Linked DNA regions of Anser cygnoides: all the other regions are linked to region 2. A link is a contact called in public Hi-C data. All regions are on one chromosome and are shown on one strand. The core of a region is the stretch at or near the end of the contact, and the rest is flanking DNA. Distances in the headings are between cores, read along the strand shown.

The links. Hi-C and Micro-C count contacts between places; a contact is called where the count stands out from the background.
Region 1: a Hi-C map of liver shows a contact between it and region 2, with 2.7 times the contacts expected there. The contact joins the promoter of LPP here to the promoter of BCL6 in region 2. A contact is called at or near these places in 2 of 7 Hi-C or Micro-C datasets (granulosa cells and liver).
Region 3: a Hi-C map of liver shows a contact between it and region 2, with 3 times the contacts expected there. The contact joins the enhancer-like site here to the promoter of BCL6 in region 2. A contact is called at or near these places in 2 of 7 Hi-C or Micro-C datasets (both in liver).

Annotation. Positions count from the first base shown.
Region 1 is chr9:16,191,838-16,194,537 of Taihu_goose_T2T_genome, reverse strand. LPP (LIM domain containing preferred translocation partner in lipoma) reads left to right here and starts at 1,418. Exons shown (of 13, transcript XM_067002299.1): 1 at 1,418-1,555.
Region 2 is chr9:16,339,372-16,342,071 of Taihu_goose_T2T_genome, reverse strand. BCL6 (BCL6 transcription repressor) reads right to left here and starts at 1,279. Exons shown (of 10, transcript XM_067002297.1): 1 at 1,162-1,279. It also overlaps the pseudogene LOC136791464.
Region 3 is chr9:16,164,392-16,167,091 of Taihu_goose_T2T_genome, reverse strand. All of the region lies in intron 2 of LPP (LIM domain containing preferred translocation partner in lipoma), which reads left to right. Among named protein-coding and RNA genes, the nearest start is that of LPP, 27 kb to the left of the region's middle. Within about 2 kb of position 1,366, at least 2 of the 3 cell types and tissues checked have open chromatin away from gene starts, as enhancers often do. A contact at or near this core is called in liver, where this site is marked.

The DNA of each region.
Region 1 (2,700 bases), core at 169-2,668, 150 kb after region 2:
GGAAGCAGCCACGTTTGTCTTTCACAACAGGCCACGCTCGCAGTGTTATTGGCACTCTAGGTACACCTACAGCATGGGGCCCTAGTGACTCATGCGCTATTCTGCTTTGGTGTTGGATCTCAGCAGGGTTTAAACACGGGGTAGGCGGCTAGGACAAGGCTAAGGTATTTCTAGTCACAGTGCTTAGAAAACTTCTGTGATGGGACTGAAAGGCTCGCACGGATTTAGCTGCATGATGGCATCTGGCCTCGGCAGTCCTCCCCGTCCCTCTACAGGAATTTAGCACCCCTGGTGCAGGAGGCCAGCACAGGACACCAAATAAACCACAGACAGATCATTTGCAGCAAGGACTGAATGTGGGATACGACACAATTCCTGTGCTGTGGAGCCTGCTGGGGAAGGGGTGCCCCTAAGGGTGCAGCAGCAGCTTCTGGGGTCTCCGATCCGCCAGAGTGCGCGGGTCCATCCTTCCTTGTTTCAGACGCTTGAGCAGCCAGGGAAGGGCGGGGGAGGCTGGATCAGAACTCCATACTTCAGCTTCTCAAGTCTTTTAGGCACTTAACGTCCTTTTTTGGGTCCTTACGCGCAGACTTTCCCTCCTGGGGCTCTTAAGCGGCGACTGCGGACATTAAAGCTGGTAATGGGGCAAGATTGTAAACATCTTCTGAAAGTACACAGCAGAGCCCTTTATTGTCAAAGCGAAATACATTTAGAGCGCTTAAAAACTCATCCAGAAATCTCTTTCCAAATGAGTAAGGCTTGGCAGCTCTCCCCTCGGCCGCCTGAACGCAGCGTAACCCTTCTGCCTTCCCCTGCTCTTCAGGGCAAACCCAGTCCCAGGCTACAAAACTGCAGAGACCCAACCTCGCTACGCCAGGGGTAACATTCCGTTATAAAAACGATCACACTCAAAATCTGAATTATTTTAATTGCAGTTCTTGTAAATAGCCACAAAACAATCACACCGAGAGATCAGAAAATGCAGTTTCCCTTCCCCCCTTCTCCTTAGCATGCTCGCCAGGTTTTGTTTTGCATCTCCGAGCAAGACAAGACCCTTTATTGCAACCCCCACCATCCTATCCCTCCCCCCAACCCTTTTTTAACGCGGCTGGGGAAGAAAGAGGGGAAAATTCGGGAGAAACACCCCAAAAAGCATAGCACAAAACTTCCTCGCGAAAAAAAGTTGAATACCACGAGCATGCCGCGGGGCTGGGCGAGGGGGGTGGGGGGTATAGCGAGGGCATTTTTGGGGCTCCCCACCCCGACTTTTAGGGCGATGCCGGCAGGGTCGGTGCCGGTAGCTGCCGCCGCCCCCCCCCCCCCCCCCCCCCCCCCCCGCCGTGCGGCCGCCCCGGCCCCAGCCCCGGCCCCAGCCCTTACATGGCCAAATGTGCCTGCGGGGAAAGGCAGGAATTTTGGGGCCTTGACGTCAGCCCCGGGCAGAGCTCAGCAGCCCGGCGGGGCGGGAGGCAGCGGCGGCCGCTTTCGCTTTTTGTTTCGGGGGCGTCCCTCGGAGCTCGGGGCTCCCAGCCCACCTCCTCCGCCCGGAGGGGAGGTAAGGGGGCGACGGGGGGGAGCGGGGGGGTGCTGGGGATGCCGGATGGGGGGAGATGGGGGGGGGGGCAGAGGGGCTGCGGAGGGGCCGGGGGAAGAGGAAGAGGAGGAGGAGGAGGAAGAGGAGGGCAGCCGCGCCGGGGCGGAGCGGGGCGGCCCCGGGCGCCCCCCCGGCCCCAGCCCCGCCCCGGGGCCCACCCCCGCCGCCTCCTCCCGCCGCCGCCGCCGCCGCCGCGCTCGCCTCCGCCGCCTCCTCCTCCTCCTCCTCCTCCCCCCCCGAGGTATCGTTGCGAATAATAACTTGCCCCCTTCCTCTTCTTCGCCCCCCCCGCCGAGGCAGCTGGGCAGCAGCTGGAGCCCCCGGCCGGAGCTGGGCGGGGGGGGGGGGGGGGGCAGCGGCTGGCTCCTCCCCGTCCCCCAGTTCCCCCCCTCCATACCCGGGGCGAGCTCGGTGGTGGGGCGGGAGCAGTTCCCGGGGTGGGCCGGGGAAGGGTGGGAAGAGCTCCCGGTGCCCCCCCAAAGCCCCTTCCCCGGGCCCTGCCGCCCGCAGGTGCACCTGGCCCCGGGGGGGGTGGGGGGGGAGCACGGGGGTGGCGCTGCCCTGGCGGGCACCTCGCCCGGCCCGACCCCCGGCCGGCTGTCGGTAGTAAATAATAAGTAGAGCAAAGCCCCAGCAGCTTTTTATACACCCGGGGAGGCCCACCCTTCCCAAACAGGTAAGTACGTAGAAATTTCCCACACCCTTACGTCACCCAGAGCTTTTTTCTTTCTTTTTTTTTTTTTTCTTCCCTCCCCCCCCATTTAATTTTTGCCCTCCCCTTTCAAGCAGACAAATCTTATTCCTGCCATTGTTCGGGAGCGATCTCCACGCCCTGGGGCTGTGCTTGGGAGAAGGCAGTGCTCCGGAGTAGGAGGTGTTGATGGAGAAAGCTCCCACTGTAATTGCTCTGGCTACTGTACCTCGAGGTGCAGCATGGCCCCACGGCTGGGTTGTGCTGCCTTCTTCTGATTTGTTTTCCTTTGATTTCTGCACCCACGTGAGGTGGCTTTTTGGCCCAGCTGTTTGGTTTTGGGGTTGGGTTCCTGTTTGGTATCTGTCTGTGACTTGAGTGACTTGGTCACACGAAGTATTAAGAGTTTGTGGAA
Region 2 (2,700 bases), core at 30-2,529:
CGCCTCTCCCGTCCCCCCCCCCCCGCCGCTTGCTTTTCCCCGGGCCGACAAAAACGCCGCAAAGTCCGCTCCGTCCCCGCCCGGCTCCTCGCCCCCCCCGGGGGGCTTTGACAGATCCCGGCGCGGCCCCGCCACAGGTTGCCAAAAGAAAAAAAAAAAAAGCCGGTAGGGAGCCGAAAGGGGAGTGGGGGGGGGACGCGGGGAAAAAGCCCCCCGCTCGTACTGCGGTAAAAAAAAAATCCTCCGAGAAGGGGGAAGGAAAAAAAAAAAATCACCCCGAGAGAGGGCCGAGCCGCCCGGTGCCGCGACACGGCGCACACGCGGGGACCGGGAGCGAGACAGCCACTAGAAGCAAAAGAACAAGAATAAAAAATAATAACAAATAAGATACATAAAATATAAGACACGCTGCCCGAGCTCCGGCCATCGAGAACCGACGCCGAAAGGAAATAAAATAAAATATAAAATAAAAACCCCGGAGCTCCCCGGCGGCCGCGCTCGCCGCCGTCCTGCGGCCGCCTGCAGGTGCAGGGGCACCGCGGGGCCCCCCCGGGGGACACGGGGATGGGGAGAGCAGCGCTCGGGGGGACAAAACCCCCCCGAGACCCCATGGGGACCACCGCGGGGGGACCTCCCCCCTCCGGGAGCCGGCCCCGTTAGGGCAGCCCGGGGCTGGGATTTTTTTTATTATTATTTTTTTCCCCCCCCTTTCCTTTTTTTTTTTTTTTTTTGATTTTTTTTTTTTTTTTTACTATTAAGGGTGCAAGGAGAGGGTTGGGGGTGTCCCCGCGTTAATTTAATAGGGAGCACGTTAATTTAGTATGGAGAGGGAATTATTATAATAATAAAAAAAAAAATAGGGGAAAAAAAAATTAAGGGGAGAATGGGATGGGGGGGGAATAGGGGATGGTAAAATAATTTTTTTTTTTTTTTTCGGTGGATTAAAAGTGCCGTCGGGGCACCTGCCGAGGGAAAAAGGAGGGGGGGGGAAAAAAACGGGTAAGAAATATATAGGGGCGGCTGGGCGCCAGAGCGGGGCAGGGAGGGAAAGAGGAGGGAGAGAGAGAGAGAGAGGAGGGAAGAGAGAGGAGGAAAAAAAAAAAAAAAAGAGAGAGAGAATTAAAGGGTAAAATCGGCCGCGGCAATAGAAGCAGCAATCACCTGGTCTCCGGGCTTTCCTAGAAACTCCTTGCATCACCACTTCTAAGAACCCCAGTTCTAAGAATCAACAGAGCCCAATTCTCGGAATTTGAGCTGCCGGCCCTACCACTGCGAGCGGCGCGGGGAGGGACGGGGACCTCCCCTACCGCCTCCTCGCCGCCGCCGCCGCCCCGCCGGGACGCCTCCCCCCGCCCGAACGCCCCCGACGGTGTCCCCGTGCCCCCGGCCGGTGTCCCGGTGGGGACGCGGCGGCGGCGAGGGTCCCGCTGCCCCCCGCTCCCCGCCGTGTTCCCCCCCCTCGCGGTGGTCTCGCCCGGCCGCGGGGGTCACGTGGCGGCGGGCGGCGGCGTGACGTGGGGGCGCGGCGGGGTGGCGGCGGGAGCGCGCGCGCGCGCGCCCGCCCGACCGGGCGCGGGGGAGCGCGCGCGCCGCGCGGACGCAAAGGGGGGTCCCGGGTGCGAGAGCGGGGACGGGGCTGAGCGCACGTGGACACCCCCCCCCCCCACCTCGCCTCCCCCCAAAAATATAATGCAGGGGGAAGGAGGGCGTGTGAAAAAATATATGTTTTTTTTTTTATAATAATTCCTTTTTTTTTCTTTTTTTTTTACTTTTTTCGTTTTTTCCTTGTTTTTTTCCCCTTTTTTCTTGTTTTTCCCTTTTTCCCCTTGTTTTTCCCTTTTTTCCTTGTTTTTTCCTTTTTCCCCCCTTTTTTCCTTTTCCTACCATTTTCTCCTTTTTCTCCTTTTTTCCCTTTTCTCCCTTTTTTCTCTTTTCCACCCTCTTTTCCCTTTTTCCCCTTTCCCCCTTTTTTCCATTTTCCCCCTTTTCCCCCCCTTTTTTCCTCCATTTCCCCCCTTTTTTCCTCCTTTTCCCCTTTTTTTCCCTTTCCCCTTTTTTCCCTTTTTTTCTCCTTTTCCCTTTTATCCCTTTTTTTTTTGGGGGGGGGCACCGCTTTCTCATTCCAACAATCAACCCTCCCCCCCTTTTAAAAAAAAAGAAAAAGCCAGGATCCTGCTGTGCTGCACTGGAATTTTGCATTTTTCATTATTTTTCCTTCCGTTGCCTCTTTTTTTTTTTTTTTTTGCTAATTTTTGACAAACACATCGACGCTCGGCTCACAGCCTCAGATGGGATTTACTCTTGGGGCCAGAAGCTTTTTCCTTAAAGCCCCCCTCACACCCCCATGCGCTTCTTTTTCCTTTTTTTTTTTTTTTTTTGCGTTTTTATTTTTTTGGCTTTGCTCCTTAACGCTGGGATTCTCGAGGAGGAGGAAAAAAAAAAAAAAAAAGAAAGGATGACGATGTAAATTTTTTTTTTTCCTTATTATTTTTTATTTTCAGACGCTTTCGCTCTTTTCCTTCCCAGGACGCCCGAGCGGTGGGTTAATTCTCTGTAGCTCTTGTGGTTCTTATTGCAGCCCAGCCTGTAAGTGTGCACATCCTCGCGTTCCTCCGCTGCTCCGCGAATCTCTGCTGGGGTGCAAAACGCCGTCGGCTCCTCCTGGCGAGCCCGGGCTGCCCGGGGTTTTTTCTCCGGGCG
Region 3 (2,700 bases), core at 117-2,616, 180 kb after region 2:
TGGAGGGCTTGTTTGTTGGAGCAGGGAGCCTTTTGGTTACAGGCTGGAAGAATGGCATTGGGATCGAGGGATGCTGCTGGCCTGGGGCTCCTCTTCCCTGCGGGGAGCTCTCTGCTCGTCCAGGGTGTGTTCCTCTCTGCAGAGCTGTTTGTCCTCTGATGAAGCAGAATCACATGCACGCTTCTCGCAAGGCGCTGACTGGATGAGTCAGGTTCAGGGAGCTTTTCCCTGCCCCAGGTGAGCAGCTGGAGCGGAGCAGGAGCCTGAGGCCATGCGCAGTCCTGCTTGTGCCCTGTGCCCTGCTTGCCAGGCGGCTCTGACTGCTGGGTCTCACCTTTTCTGGCGCTGAGTTAGCGTTGCTATACGCACAGCCCCATTTCACCTATTTGCCTTCAAATAGTACTCAAAAAAACAGCTTTGGGAGGTCTCCTGCCGGTGAGTCGAGGGACGAGAGGGAGCTTTGCAGCAGCAATTGTGGATGCGGGGCGATGGCTCCGGGAGCTGCCTTATTGCATCTCCCCTGGCATCCCCGGGAGGGGATGGAAATGCCCGGTGTCTCGCAGCGAGCCGGGAGCTGCCCAAGCATGGGCCAGGACCGTGCCGGCGCCGCGTGGCCCCGAGTTCAGGCTGCGCGTGGGTCGGCCACGGTGATGTGCGCGGTGCCTGGAATTCAGGCTGGAGAGGGGCAAGTCATCCCCATGCCAAAGGCAGGGAGAGAAGGGTGATTTTTTTTGACATCCTTTGGAGTTTTGATCTCCATATTTGGAAATGTTTACCCATTGCTCTGATCTATTGCAAGGGAGGGGAGGTGACTCAGGGTCTGGTGGAAGCAGGATTTGAATTCCTGTAGTAAGGTTTTTTTTGTTTTTTTTTTTGTCCTTCTTGTTTTGGAAGCTTCTTGTGGTCAGTTTTCAGTTCTCTTTTGCTCCTGGACCTTGTTCCAAATTTGATCTGCTCGAAAGGGAAGCGTATTAGCGAAGGAGCTTGCCTGGATGCTGGTAAGTGCATCATTGCTGCTTTAGCAAGCAACTTGGGATTTTCTGTTTTGTTTAGTCAGATGGATTGCATCAAAGTGTGTGCGTGGCTGCTGGTAGGGGCAGGCATGTGGATCGCCAGTCGACAGAAAAGGACCCAATGAAACTTTCTCGAGCTCAGAAATTTAGCTTAATAGATTGGTCTCCAAGGCAAAATGTTTCTTCAGGCCTAGGTACAAAGATAATTTAAGCCAGCTCCCATTCAGTCAGGCTCTTCCTTGTAGTTTCTGGCTGATGCACCAAGGCAGCAAAGCACTGCAGGGTTAAATGGGTACGGTTATATGCATGTGGTCAGCAAGTAAAGTATAGCTTAAGAAAGATTTCTGTCTCCTAAGCAAGTGTGTGTGTTAAAAAGGCTGTGTAACACATGGATATATTTATCTCCGACGTTAATATTTAACTGTTTTGTTAGGGAACTGCAGAAGTTTAACAGCTTTAACTGTATGAAGGTTCAGTGTGTGGTTTTTCCTGTTATTCTTTATTTTTCCTTAGTGTGATGGTTTTTTATCTGTCTGATACTGCAGCTGTCTGCCTCTCTTTCTCTCCCCTTTTCCTTTCTCCTTCCTGAAAGGAAACTGCAGTTCATCGAGAAAGTCAGGGGAGCGGGGGGGAACCTGGAACATGTTTTGCTTCCTGTTTTATTCATGGCAACTAAAGCCATGCCCAGGAATCTGGAGTGGAGATCCACTATCCCGCATTCCTCTTGTCATTTGGAGCATGTAACACGTATAGAGTGCTTTTAGTGCTGGCTCTGGGGGTTGCGTAGCAGCGAGTCCTGCGCCTCAGATAGAAAGCGCTGCACTTTGTCCTTTTACTTGGGAAGGGATGTTGGTGAAAAACGGTGTACAGCTCGTACCACTGGTTAGTGATGCGTGCATCTGCTTTGCTAAATGGTATTTTTAGGCTGATTCAAACTTGTTATTGTACTCTCCTTGTTTTAAACTTAGGATGTAACTTTCTAGCAGAGGTCTTGCTTGGTTTTCTTTTGCCCTTTTAAATGGGGATTAATATTCAACGTGAGGTTTGGTTTTCTTAGAGATACGGATTTGCATCAGGCCTTTTAGGTGCAAAACTGACGTGGTTATTCGGGGGAAGACAAAAATGCGTGACATAGTTTGCACAAGGATAGGATGTGAGCAGAAAAGCGTTGTACCCCAGCAGGCAGCGAAGGGACTGCAGCGGTGTGTTCCTGCAGGCAGGTCGGGTTTCGAGTTTGCAGATTTCAGTTGCATTTTAATCCACGTTGTTTCAACAAGCTGCTTGGATGAAGTGCAGCTTCGGGGCTCAGGGCCCTGCTGTGCTGGGAAAGAACCGCTGTCCTGAGGAGTTCACAGCCTGAGCAGACAGCGTAGGTGACGGCTTGGAAAACGGGGCACGGGGAGGCGCATGGAGCTGCTGCAGCATGCGAAGCCTCAGCACGGGGACTTGCTCGAGGAGCCACCTCCCTTTGCCGTGTGCGGTGGTGCAGAGCCGTGGAGGGCGGTGAGTCCGGGTCTGTGTTGCTCCTCGTGCTCTGCGCTTTGCCTCTGCGTGTGCACGCGCGGCCCCGGGCCACGCCGCCTCCTGCACCGTGCCTCGAGCAGCCCCTGCTTCAACGGTGCTTAGATGTGGCGCCTCCAGGCTTCGCCAGCCGCTTGTAGCCCAGCTTGGTCTTTGGGGACAGGGC